Linked DNA regions of Drosophila melanogaster: region 2 is linked to region 1. The links are chromatin contacts, called in public Hi-C maps. All regions are on one chromosome and are shown on one strand. The core of a region is the stretch at or near the end of the contact, and the rest is flanking DNA. Distances in the headings are between cores, read along the strand shown.

The links. Hi-C and Micro-C count contacts between places; a contact is called where the count stands out from the background.
Region 2: a contact with region 1 is called in a Hi-C map of the Kc167 cell line, with 2.1 times the contacts expected there. The contact joins the promoter of DNaseII here to the promoter of cpo in region 1. A contact is called at or near these places in 14 of 107 Hi-C or Micro-C datasets (the Kc167 cell line, the PNm cell line, the S2 cell line and 6 more).

The regions. Positions count from the first base shown.
Region 1 is chr3R:17,914,518-17,921,275 of dm6, reverse strand. It overlaps cpo (couch potato), which reads right to left and starts at 1,444. Exons shown (of 11, transcript NM_001014631.3): 1 at 1-1,444. It overlaps Rim (Rab3 interacting molecule), which reads left to right and starts at 4,698. Exons shown (of 24, transcript NM_001260238.2): 1 at 4,698-5,137; 2 at 6,112-6,322.
Region 2 is chr3R:18,014,598-18,021,608 of dm6, reverse strand. DNaseII (Deoxyribonuclease II) reads right to left here and starts at 2,234. Exons shown (of 2, transcript NM_142415.3): 1 at 2,093-2,234; 2 at 448-1,533. The coding sequence starts at 2,196. The coding sequence ends at 537. cpo (couch potato) reads right to left here. Exons shown (of 11, transcript NM_001014631.3): 11 at 2,717-7,011. It overlaps CG7785, which reads right to left and starts at 9. Exons shown (of 3, transcript NM_142416.4): 1 at 1-9.

The DNA of each region.
Region 1 (6,758 bases), core at 195-2,694:
TGACAATATTGTTGTATGTATATATCTCTCTCTTGTTATATTCGAGACAACTAATGTAAAACTTCTAACAAAAATTACTGTTCTTTTGGATTTTCTAAGGTAACTAGATCTTAGATAATTGTAAATTTAATATTTATATTTGCTCTTTGCAAGAGCTTTGATATGTATGCGATAATTTGCACAACTCTCCTTAGGCTAGTTCATTTGTTTTGTTTTTTATTTTGTTGATAAGATAAAAAAGCTTGATTAGGGATTCAGCAAGCTTTTTAGGCGTTTTACATGATATGTTTACGTTTCCATTCGTAGATTTTTTTAATTTCTTGAATTACATTTCTTTTAAATGTGCTAATTTAATATACTTTTCATATTTCACCTTTTGGCATTAAACGATTTACATGATATGTATGGTTATCGCATTGGTTTCTATTCTTTTAAGACAATAAAATATCGTTTTGGTTTTTAGGTAATTGCTGGAATTATTTAGCTGCTTGTCTCAGCTTTTTTTGTTGTTGTATATTTAGTTATTTAATATTTTCTATAGACTATAGAATGATATGTGTTGATATGAGTCTTTTCTTTTAAGTTACATTTCTAAAATATATTTATCGTGCGTTTTTTTTTTATTTTGTCAGCATTCTCTTAAGGGCTTAACTTTTGTTTATAAATTTTCCATCCACTGTGAATGTCTTCCACAAAATTGCGATGTTGTCTCTTGGACTTTCTCTTCCGACTCTGGCTCTCTTTCGCAGTAATGGCTGCTTTCTCTTACTCCTCGAGCCCCCTTTCTCCAACTCCGCGACCTCCTCCGCGCTTTCTTCCTCTCGCTCTCTTTTTGCCCACGCTCCTTCTCCACCCCCTTCTCTTTGCTTTCACAGGCGGCAACGGCAGCGGCAGTTTCTCTATGTATTCGTTTTTTTTTCCTGCCGTTGTATTTCAGTAACTTTTTCCGATTCCGCTTTGGGCCCGCATTCGCTTTCACCGAAAAAAACCGTAGGCGAACAAACAACAACAACTCGGGTTGGAAATTATTTATTCAAGTCAATTAAGTTTTTATGCCCGGGAATTTGTCGATTTTCGGTAATTATCTCTGGCGCAGATTGGGTTAATCCGTATATCCTGGAAGATATATGTAGATAGATATATCCTCTTTGCCGCTGCCGTTGGACGGCCCACACCCGTAAAAATAGCAAAGCAATGGAAATTATACAATCACTGGCTGCGAATTCGAAACAATAAATTTTTGGTGGCACTCGCGTTTCGAAGAATTTCTCGATTTGGCTTCGGAATAAGTTGGCTGCGCCCTGCGGGGTATGCAGCGTTTTATTTATCGCACAATTTCAGATATTGGTCTCAATTTGGCTATATTTTTCGGGGTTTTCACTATATATATCGCTGGCCTCTGTGTTCGCTGCGTGTGACTGAGTCGGAGTGTTTTCGTTTACTCAGGAGCCAGCGCAGGATGCGTGCGATGCCAGGCCATGAATTTTTCATCATCGGGCATCCTTATTAGAGATTTTCGCCCCATCTCGTTGAGATTGCTGCGCGCAGATCCAAAAAGCATCCAAGAGAGCGTAGAAAAGAGCGAACGGAAGTCCTGCGAGAGCGCCCACACACACGCACACATTTGTTATTAAGTGCTTGTTGTGGGTGGTGCATCTCCTTAATATTAACCCCCCGCCTGAAATAAAATTCTCAATTTTCCCTGGCCCTTGCATTTCGTTCAAGGCCCATCATAATCTCATTCAGGTATTTTTCCTGAATTTTTTCCTTGCTTTTTCGGGGGTTGTTTGGCTGTCTTCCATTTGGTGGGGGTCCGTGTTTTACGGCAAGGGGCGGCTTTTTGGGGGTGGCTTTATCTTTATCTGTTTGTTTTTCGCTCTCTTGTCGCTTATATAGCTTTCACATTGTCTGCCTTAATGGTCTTGTCACTTTGACATATCCCGTAGAAGAGCGAAAGATAGAAAGCGTATTAATTCTGCGCAGGTTTTTAGAGAAGACGAAAGGCGTACTTTGGTACAATGGTAGCTGAATCGGCTAAATTTATGACTATTTCCGGTGGTTGCCTTGGCTAATACAGCGAAGTTTCTAATTCGCCGCACAATTGAATTGTAGTGGCGCGCCGGCAGGTGTCGCTTTAGTTGTAGATGTAGATTTTCAAAAATATGTATATTTTTCTATTAAAATAAATACGTATTAAAATCATTGTTGTAAAATAAATTTAAAGAATTTTTTTTTAATTTCAATTAAATCACATACTTTTTTTTAATTAAATTTATATGACAGAGGTAGAAGTTTTTTAAAAACACCCTTTCGAACAAATATGCATTTTGTTTGTGATGTAGCACAATATTTTGTTATGATAACCAATGCCTTAAGTAATTATAATTTTTTTTTAAAATATGTTATAATTCAACTTAAATTTAAATTTGTGCTCATCCAAAACCAGGCAGTCTTTAATTGCCTGTGCAAATAGACCTAATTTCCATAGCTTTCACCAGGCAACAAAAATAACAAAATCAGCCATAACGATTGTTTGACAAACAATAATAGAAAAATCAAAATACATCAGGTTTATATGTGTACACTTATATAAACAGCCTGATTACGCAGTTGAGCTTGCAAACAATAAATTAAATTACACCATAATACGTTTGTGGGCTTTCACTTGTATTTGAAGTGCTTTTATTCACGTGCAGCTTGAAATCAACTAAAGTTAACTCTTAGAAATTGTAAAGCATCTCTTCCTTGTAATTACCTTACAACACAGCATTCGCTGGCCCCAAGAAATTCTTGTCAAAAACTTCCTTCGAGAAAGCCCCCTTTGCAGTCTCTCTCTCTCTCTCTTTAATTGCGCATTTCGACTTTTCTTGGATGACATCTGTTGGCCTTCCTGCCCTGCGTCCTAGCCCAAGTATGTTTTCTTCTTGTTTTTTCTTTTTTTTTTTTGGTTAAAATGAAAATCAATAAAAAGCTCAATGACGTCAGCCGCCCAGACACACACACAAACGCACACACACGCACACTTACAAAGTAAGCGGCAACATCGGAAAATGCTGGCGGCCAAATACAGCTCCTGGCACTCCCAGACTCCACCTGCCACTCCCCCCGCCCACGTAGCTTGCTCTCATCTCCGCCGGAAATCCAATCGCTCCCCTTCGTGTGCCAGTGTGTGTGTGTGCCGGCGACTGTGCGAGTGTTGCGGGTGTGCGAGTGTTGCGAGCCGAAGACACTGCACGTGAGCAGGCTATCAGCAATGGAATAAGAGTTTCGACAGCCAGAAACGCGTTTATCTTTCTGTTTTCAGCTGTCATACGCTGAGAACAAATTTGTAGTTGAATTAAGACAAACTAAAGTAATATTCTATTAATTAAATGGTTTTTAGTATTATAATAAAAATATTTTTAATTTGTACCTAGATCAATTCCCAAACTAAAACTATTGTTATATGGGACTTTGATAGTTAAACTACAAATAAGATACTGCAGATATTTGTTCGATATATTTAATAACTATGCATTGATTCGTATGCATATTAGTAATATTACTTATTTATTTCTCTGTAACTCTGCCAAAGGCATCCAAAGTAAAGGAAATGCACTGGTGAAGGAAGGCTGGCCTGGAGTGGCTGTGACAATTTACGCCAAATCTCATGATGGCTGCGATAAGCTGACAGATAAAAGCGATAACAGCGACGACAACTCAAGCCAATTGAGAAATATGCAACAGAAGTGTACAAATTTTTGTGGGCTTTGAGTGTTGGATATTTTTGACAAGCACGTGATGTGTTAAGGTCAAAAGTTGGGCATCCAAAAATAGATTTGGCTCAAATGGATTTAAAGCAGATCTAAGCAAGCGAAATCATTTTAAAGGAAATTGCTAAAGTTTTAGAAGAAATAAATATAAATGAAATTACAACTAAGTATAAGTATATATAATGATTTCTAGCATAAAAACTATAATATATTTCTGTATTTCGCAGCTTGTTAACCTATTCAAGTTTATTGCAATTTTAAGCTCGATTGAGCTGCCAAATCTTTTCAATAATATTCGCTGAGAAGGGATCATTTCCCTGCCCCTCGAAGTATGCAATAAAGAGCGATTCGTTCCAAATTGGCGCTGCTGCTGCAAGAACATCCCCAAATGCAATGAAAAACTGTTTTTCTTTTCTTTTTTTTTTTGGCAACAGCAAGCAAGGGGAGGAAGTGAACAGTGAACATATTTCCATAAACACACACGCCCCCCATTGGATGAGGAGTTGAATTTTATGAATATGCAACACGATGTTGTTGCTTAATGTTTGCGCAAAACAACCATATGAGCATGTAATGCCCAAAGGGGGCGGGTATTTGGGGGTGTGTGGTGAAAGTTGGAGTCACACACTCGGCAGTTAGTTTGTAGTAGGTGTTAAAATTGCACATGAAATATGAAAAGCCACTCATAACACTGAGAGAAACATGTGCTCCCACTTGCCTGGTTAACAACTCCCTGGTCAATTCACCACGCGAACGACAGGCAGTGTGTGTGAGAGAGAGAGAGAGAGAGAGTCCCTTTTCATGAGAGAATCCGAGTGATACGGGGATAGCGAGAGAGAAATTCCTGAACTGCTGACGACAATCGAAGCGAATTCCTGATGTAGGTGGGCCATATCGTGGGCTCTATAGCTTTTCCAGCTCCAGCTGCGGGTCCAGTTTTCAGTCGTTGTCGTGCCGTCGTGATGTCGTTGCCGTCGTCGCATCCGTCGTCGTTGTCGTTGTTGTTGTCGCCGCACTCCATCTAGTTGTTGTTGGTGCAGCAGGCAGTACAGCAACAGCAACAAAATCACACACCAGCAGAAAGCAGCAACATCAGGCTTTAAGCGCCAGCGAACAACAATTAAACAAGCGAAAATTGCAGCAACAAAAAAAACGAAATGAGCTCGCTAAACGGAAAATTCATTTGCGCATATGGAATGCTGCACACATAGTTATATACATATATATATATAGCCACACATACAAGCATATATATATAGATATATACGTATATGTTATACACACACAAATCTACATAAAATCTAAGTGCAAACCAATTGTGATTTAAGCTAATGACCACAAACGCAAAACAGCTCCAACAACCTACAAGAAAGTGTATAAAAAATGTAAGAAAATTCTGCATTTTTCATTGGTCTCCACGACAAAATTTGATTCGTTCACTTTTTTTTCCAACTTTTTTCCGCCGTTCGTGAGCTGGTTGCTTTTTTTCTGTACACACAACGCCACGCAATCCCACCCAAAAACTCGCCTCTCTCCGCTCTCTTCTCTCCTCGACTTCTCGCCTCTGTGCTCCTTTGTTGTGTTGGCCGTGATCCTTTTGGCCAGGATTCGGTGCGGATGAACGCATTAAATATGCAGAAAAATAAACTAACACACACTCAAGGAGGTCTACCGCAGTTAACGACTGTCCTTCATCCTTGAGTTTTGTAATTATAATTTGAAATATAGAAGATTTCATTGACACTGTCAATTGCTTTGATAGGTCATAAATTTAAAACAATTTCATATGGAAAAAAATTACTATTAATGTGGATGAAAAGTCAGGGGAGAGCGACAGTTAACGAGAGAGAAAGTTCACCACACACAATCAAAACTAAAGAATGTTAGCCAAAACAATTATGACAAAAACTATTCTAGTAACTAAACTTTCTCCATTCAATTTAAAATGCCTCGAAATTTTAATTCAAATCGGAGTAAATATTTTTTTATGTACAACAGTGCGTATGATTAACTTGGCTAACCCGCGTTGGCCTTTGGCCTCCGTTCAGTGTGTGGTGAAACCCAGTATTGCCACAAAAACGTCCCAGTATTTCCTGCCAGCTGCAGTGTGCTCTCTCAGTCGCTCACTCGCGCGCTCTCGCTCTTTTATTTCCCCAATGTGCGCGTCTGTGTGTGTGAGTGTTACAACAATAGTGGCAGCATGCAACATAATTACAACTCAACTTCAACTTTACACTTAGACGACAAGCGAAGCTCGCTAGAGAAACAACAAATGTCGAGCGCCGCTGAAGTGTTTAACAAAAATAAGGAATACACATAAGTGATTAAAATCCATAATTAATGTCTTTCTACCGAACAGTTTTCAAGTTTTTTAAGTATATGAAATTCAACCAAAGCCTTGTAAATAGCCAACAAAATACCTAAAGAACAAGAACGCTTTTATTATTAAAAACAAAACAACAACAGCAAATAAAACCAAATTAATTAACTCAACTAAGGAAAGCCATAAACAACAAACAACGAACGAATAGACAACGCCGTTTACACAGCAACCTGATAGAGAAATGCATGTAAGTTAAACTAAAACAAAAAAAAAAAAGGGTATTTCGAGTTGTACCGAATGACTAGTCTTATGTACTGCAAAGTCAACGAATCAACGAAGCAACAACATCAACAGTTGCCCCAGACAATGACGAACAATGGCCGAGAAATTGCCACAGCATATAAAGCAAACTTAGTCCCTGTGTTCTCTCTGTTGTGTGCAGTTTACTTCTCTTTTGTGGCTGTTACTGCTCTGTTTACTGGGCAATAATGAATAGTAAATGTGGGTGGTGGGTGGTGGGTGGTGGGCGGTGGGTGTTGGGTGTTCGGTAGTGGGTGGTCCTTCGATGGGCGTTAAATTTAATTAAAAGGTAAACTAGTAGCAGACAGCAACAGGCAGTCAGTTGGAATCGATTTTCCTTTTCACTCGATTCACTTGGCAAATGGCGAACGTCACTAGGCAAC
Region 2 (7,011 bases), core at 985-3,484, 100 kb before region 1:
GCTGTGCTCTTTTTCCAGCTGATGGTCATACTGAATTTGCATTTTCTGGTATATGTGATAATAATGGGTAGAAGAGTGACGGATAGGTGGCGCTATAAATGAATAATTAGATGCAACCAAATGCAATTGACACATTTGTAAATAATTTATACATGTTTGTTGATATTTCAATGTTTTTTTTTTTTGGCAAATAGTTTAGCAACAGCTATAGAATTAAGAAAAGTTTAAGTACGAGCGCCACCTAGTTTTCAATGCGCTTTTTAGTACCTAAAATGTACGACAAGAGTGCGTTGAAGAAATGGCGCTAGCGAGTGTCCGGAAAAGAGCAGAAAGAAAAAGAAAAGAAGTTGCACGGCGCCTTAAATTTAAAATTTAAATTATTATATATTATCTATAACAAATGCAAATAAGTTCTTTGTATAAATAATACCTCTTTTCAACATCTTTCAATTTTCTTATGCATTAAATGTAATGCAAAAATGGTGTTTATTTAATTGTTGACGCAACTTTACAAATAGTCTTAGTTAGTTCAGATTCTATTCCTGTTGGGCGCACTTGTCGTAGTTGGTGACCAGTTGGCGGTACAGATTGGATACCCTGGCGCTCTTGTGGCACACGGTTCCACCACCACGATGCAACTGACCTTCTTGCCGGTTGATGTCGCCCACACAAATCCAATCTCCGCCGCCAACTCGCCAATGGTAGATCAAAATGCCTGTGGGACGAGATACCGCCCACTTGGAGTGATCTTGTGTGGTCTTAAAGTCCACCGATAGCTCCGGATTGGAAATGGATTCCACATTGAGAACCTTATCGGACTTATCGCAGCTATTCGGTAAGTTGCCGGCACCGTCGCGCCACGCCTCCACAAAAAGACTGACATCCAGAGTGGGTGCGACCACATCGGCGTACAGCTCCACATTGGCGCGTCCACTCTTGCCAAACAGCCGGAACTTCTTGCCGTCCAAGCTGCGCACCTCCAAGTCCTTCTGGAACGGTGATTCCGTCCGCCACTGACCATGCAGAGCCCTTTCCAGGCTCGGGAACAGCTCATCGGAGCGAGTGGCCAGCGGGTTGCGTTGATAGTAGAAGTGCGGTTCATTGTACACCAGAATCTGACCAACCTTCTCCAAATCCTCGCCCTTCAGTGTGACGCAGAGCATGCTCTGTGCGTACTGCTCGCCGGATGTGGGATAGCTGTAGTCCGGAATTGTTGGAAATTTGGGCACCGAGTGGACAATCCAAATAGCCGTCTCCCCATCACTGGCCACCACTCCTTTGGCATGACCACCGCTGCTGAAAACCGTGCCATTCGGCTGTTGATCGTTGTAGGCGGCCAGCAGAGTGTGGCTGGGATCGTCGTTCAAGGGGTTAAGGGTCTGGGCAGGCAGCGATAGGGGATCACTAATGAACTTTCCCGACATCTGCCAGGTGTCATAGTTCTGGCTGGTCACGTACAGGTACTTCAAGCCACTGGTGTCCTTGCCCAAATCGTTGTGCTGGTAGTGCTTGGGCAGTTTGTAAAGGTGCCACCTAAAATTATAAAGGAATATTTGAAAAAAAATTATTAAATAAATTAAAAACATGTTTATCTCATCGAGAAAACCCCTCAATCTTTGGAAATTTGTTTTTAAGATATTAAAAAAAAAAAATAATTACCATTTAATCTATTTTTGGAAATGGAAAAGTATTAAAAATGATGTTATTGTTATCAAATTGATTAAGTTTGTTTGTAGCAAACAACTTTGATTTAAATCTCTCATTTTAGGAAACAAAATAACACACTAATTACTTTTTAATTTCTTGTCACACAGTATTGTACAATTATTATCAATTTTTCCGCTTGAACTTGAACTCATCATATTCAATTTGTTTATCGCCTCTTTTAGAATAATCTCAATACAGCAGTGTATATAAATAACTAAAATACGTTGTGTTTGCAAATTGTTAATGATATGCAAACAGCGACTGCAGATAAATGAAAAAGTATGTGAAAGGCCAATATTTATAAGTAACTTTTCTAATAAGCACATTTAGTAATGTTTTAAGAACTAAACTATTTATTGTTTGATCTGTTAATCGAAATACTTACCAATCTACATCGTTTCCAGCTTCATCCTTACAGGAAACCTTAGACTTAGCTTCGTTTTGGTAGAAAAACCAAACGAACAGCAAAACGAAGCACAGAGATCGCATTGTACAACCTTCAAGTTGCTCGGCCGGAAAACAACTAAATAAGTGTCAGTGAATCCAATCCAATCAACGGCTGTGCTCATACAGGGTGTCTCAGTCGCAAATTGAAATCCATCTTAATCTTTTTCGATTTCTTCACCAGGTAAAAACGCTTGAATCGAGTGAAAACTGAGATCCTTGCTGTTTGTCTGTTTTATCTAAAAGTTGGATTTGTAAATATTTGGTCGTGTTTGGGTTTTTAACACAGCCTATCGCCACGTTGTCTGCTATCTGAGGGGTCAGCCACTTATTGCAAAAGATCAGTCGAACAGAGAGGTCGCTGATAAGCCAAGCGCACTAAATGCGGCTACAACGAATATATTATACTCTACTAAATATGTTTGACTTCATTTTTATGGATATTATAAGAAACTACTAAGAATCTTGTCCAATCTGTAACATATTATAAATACTTACCCATTTCACCATCATCACATAAACATCCCATTCATCCCACTGGCGGTGAAAAGAACTCCACTTCTTTACAATTACACAAAACAATTGTTAAAGTTTTTATTTATTATTCGTATTGTATTATTATAATTTGTCGCCTGCTGAAAACTGCAATTTGTTGCTCTTTTCCCCGTTTGCATTGCAGGGCATATCGTTTGTGCTTTCCTCCTCGATCGTGATCGCATGAAAATATTATCGTTATCAAATTGTATAATTTGTCTTGCGGGCGGGCGAGCCCATCTGCTAATATTGAATTATATTGGAAATAAACTGTCTGGTAAATTAATTGAATTCAACTTCGTTAGTTCTTATCGCTGGTGGCTGTCTGTGAAAAAATGGTTCACCTTTCATTCTGTTTCGAATTTCCTCTGATCTGCTTTGATCCGATCTGATATGATATTATCAGATGATATTATGTTTTTTTTTCTTTTTGTTTTGCCAATCGGTTGGTATTGCCATTTAGATTTATATTTAACTTAGGTGTACCGATTTGTTATGTCATTTCTTTGGTTTCGTATGCAACAATACATTTAAACTCACAATACAATATTTTCGCTAAATATTTTTTATGTATTTTTTTTTTTTGTATCAATTTTTTCATAGTTGTTAATAATTTATTAATATTTTGTATGGTTTTTCATTTTTTTGGTTTTTCAAATATATATATAAAGAACAAGGCTGATATTTATATTTATATATATATATATACGAGTTTTGTTTCTGTTTTATGTAAGTTTTATAATAATATTTAGCTATACGTTTTGGTTTTCATTTGCTTGAAAAATCAATTTGTTTTTTACAATATTAGCAAAGATCTTTATTCGATTTGAAAAAAGAAGGTCGTACTTGGTTTCGCGAAAATGTTAAATAAATGAGCCTCAAAATAGACAAATACTTGCCATTTCTTGTATTTTTTTTTTTTTACTTTTAATATCTCAATTAATATTAATCATTATTTTCGTATTATTTACGGATAAAAGTAGACTCAACTGTTGAGTTATGCAAATAAAATTGCATTTCCCGTTAGACTTTCGGCATATTTAATAATTTTATCATTCTCCTTCTTTGTTATTTTTGAAATTTGCTGCGCCTAATTTGCGCCTGCTTTTCATTAATATATATATATATATATATATATATATATAGTGTATATATATGTGTATATATAGTTTTAATCGGGCACGAGTTTGATATGTTTTGACTTGTGTTATCTTCATTTATCTGCCGGTATTTCGATACCTTTCTCTGCCTTGATATTTTCAATATTCAATATCAGTTACCTTTCCTACTTAACCCTCTAAAGATACTATACATATGTCTGTCTGTATAAGATATAGATATGCATAGTATTTAAGTATTACAAATATACAGCGATTTTCTCAGACCTACCAGGTTGAGTACAATGCCATTCTAGTTGACTCTCCCGCAAATGACTCAAAACTTGAAATGGGGAGAGCGATGCATATATGTGGTATTAATATATGTAATTGTATAGTTGGTTTTAATTTTCTTGCAAAAATTGTCACTAATTCAAAATTCGTTTCTTCAAAGGTTTATCGCTTGGTTGTGTGAGATTTGGAACTGAGTGAAACAATAATGGGTTTGTTTAACGAACAAAATATAAAGTTTTATTATGCGTAATTAATACCGTCAATTGAAAAGTTCTAAGTTAAGGCTACACAAATGATATAAGTATATTTATATAAGGGTTTATCATAGAGGTATACCATACATATACATATAAATTACTTAGAAATTAGTATTAAATTGTTGGTAATTTAAATTTTTAGTTTTATTTTTTTTTTTAGGCAAACATAAGGCAATTTCGGAGGCAACTTAAACTAAATAGAAATCAATCAATCAAAGATTTTCGATACACAAATTATAGCCGTACAATAAATACAATAGAGTAGGATATATACTGTTACTGATTTTTATCGTTATTTTTACTGTTACTTTTACTGTCTTGCTATTACTGCTGCCACATATGTATTTAGATATGACATTACTAGGTAAGCATATAGCTAGGCATTATGTAAGTAGTTCCGTAATCTATTACTAAGCTTTCAATCAGTTATGCTTGCTTCCCCCTTAATTTTTTTTTTTTGGTAACTGCTTTCTGCCTTTTTGCGCTTACAATGTTTAAAAATTTAAAAACCACATCAAAACATATCGGTTTTATGTTCCTTAATAATGTTGCTTGTAAAAGTTTTCTTCTTTATCCGTTTTGCTGATATGTATTTGTTATTTTTTCCATCATTTGTAATTATTATTAGGTTTTCGTTTTGTTTCAAAAATGTTTTAATATATGCGTATGTATATATTCATATAATGTTCCCATAATTCATATTGTTTAGTTTAGTTTTTCTGTCATTCATTTTAGCATTCTCTAGTTTATCCCTAACGAGCTAGGTTTTCATCTTCTGTTGTGTTTTCGAGATATTCCCAATTTTTAGTTTAATATTTGCATGCTGCAGATATGTAAAATCTGGATGTATATAGAGCTATGAAATTTAGCTTAAAGAATGTTTGGAAATCAAGCCTCAAAATGGTTTTTTTTTCTATTTGGGGGTGGGGACTGAACAACCTTGCCAACGCGCTGGTTTTCCCTCTTCTTATCGCTTACTATCTTCAATGAAAATTGCACAAGATTTTCCCAGATGCACACACGCACACACACGCACACACACTTTTGCACACTCACACACTTATGCGTACTTCCATTGCTTTTGTTGCATACTTTTGGGCTCGTCGACCACACTTAGGCGCTAAAAATTAATTTCGAAAATATTTGTTTCGTACTTTAGCATCTATCGATTTTTGTTTCGTTATTTATGCTTATTTATAGTTGTAAATATTTTTGTTTTCCATCGTCGGGCATTTTGTTTTTCTTAATTGTTTTGAAAGGCGCAATTTAATGATATGCATTAGTATATTATGTATAATTAAACATTTTTCCTTGCTTACACGCTAAAACTTTAACTAATTTACTTGTCTTTGTGGTGAGCGTGTGCGTGCGTGTGTGTGTGTGTGTGTATGTTAGGATTACAGACTTATATGTAGACCTCTGTTCTTAACTCCGAATGATGATGCCTCTTAAACCAACGCGATGCTGGCGAAGAGATGATGTTTTTTTTTTTTTTTGGGCAAGAGGAAAGCACGAAATGTAATTGGACGGAATATGCATTTTACATTCGACTAAAGTTAGACGGGGAAATAATGTAATTAAATATTTAAAGAAAATTTGTATGGAAAAAGGGCTAAAACAGTACCAATTAGTAAATGTTTCTCTTTTTGTTTCATATTTCCTTCTAACAACTGTGGTTTTTGTTTCAAATATGCCTTTGGTATGTCTAGTCACGTTTACACTAAACTAAGCTTTAAAAAACGTTTAAAATTAGTTGATTTACTCGTGGGTTCCTTCTGTTTTTGTTTAACAAATTGTGTGTGAATTGGTTAACATAACTTGTTTAATTAGTAAGGACAACTTTGGTAAAAATGTAAGATTTTATCCGTATATATATATATACTTATATTGGTTTAAACAAGGCTGAACGAACTCTTTCGAAAACCATTCGAAAATTATGATGTAAAAAGCTTGCTTACAATTTGTTTTCGTATTTAACTATATATAGTTGTTAGCCTTTAAGCTTTACATTGTTTTTATAATAATTAATTATAGTTGGTTTCTGCTGTTCTGCTGCTCTTGCATTTAGTTACAATAGAATTTGTCGCTTTTTGTAGTCACACATACATGCTCGACTTATGCTTTGCTACGTAAGATGATATGCCATTGATTTTATTTACTCGTCCTTGTTTGCTGTTACCTCTTAAGCACTCTCCCCACCCTCACACGGTATCCGATATTCGATACCTACGCATACGATCTCGTTCTGCGACCTCCCCTCCCCCACCCCATTAAATCGATCGTTGGTTTAGCAAGAAATGTGATTTGATTGTTCTAGCATTTCGAAAGTTGGTTAGGAATAAAGTTTCTCACTATGTAAATGAAGTCCTGCAGATTTGGGGGCCTCTAGTAAAAGTTCAAGTCTTTGTAGGGGAAACGCAGAAAAGTCTCAACCAAAAGTGGCGAAAGAAAACATAGAGTTCTGGGCGGAAAGTTTTGGAGTGTCCTGTGCCAGCAGTTTCAGCATTTCTGGTTTCTTGTTTCTTAAAAATCGGTTTTTTTCTCGAGTCTTTGCTTCACTACAGCGCACGTGCAACGTTCATCCCATGTCGTCGATAGGTCCTTATCGGGTAAATTTGAAATTCACATTTAAATTTTGTTATGCTTACGTTTGTAACAAATAAATTTCGAAACCAGCT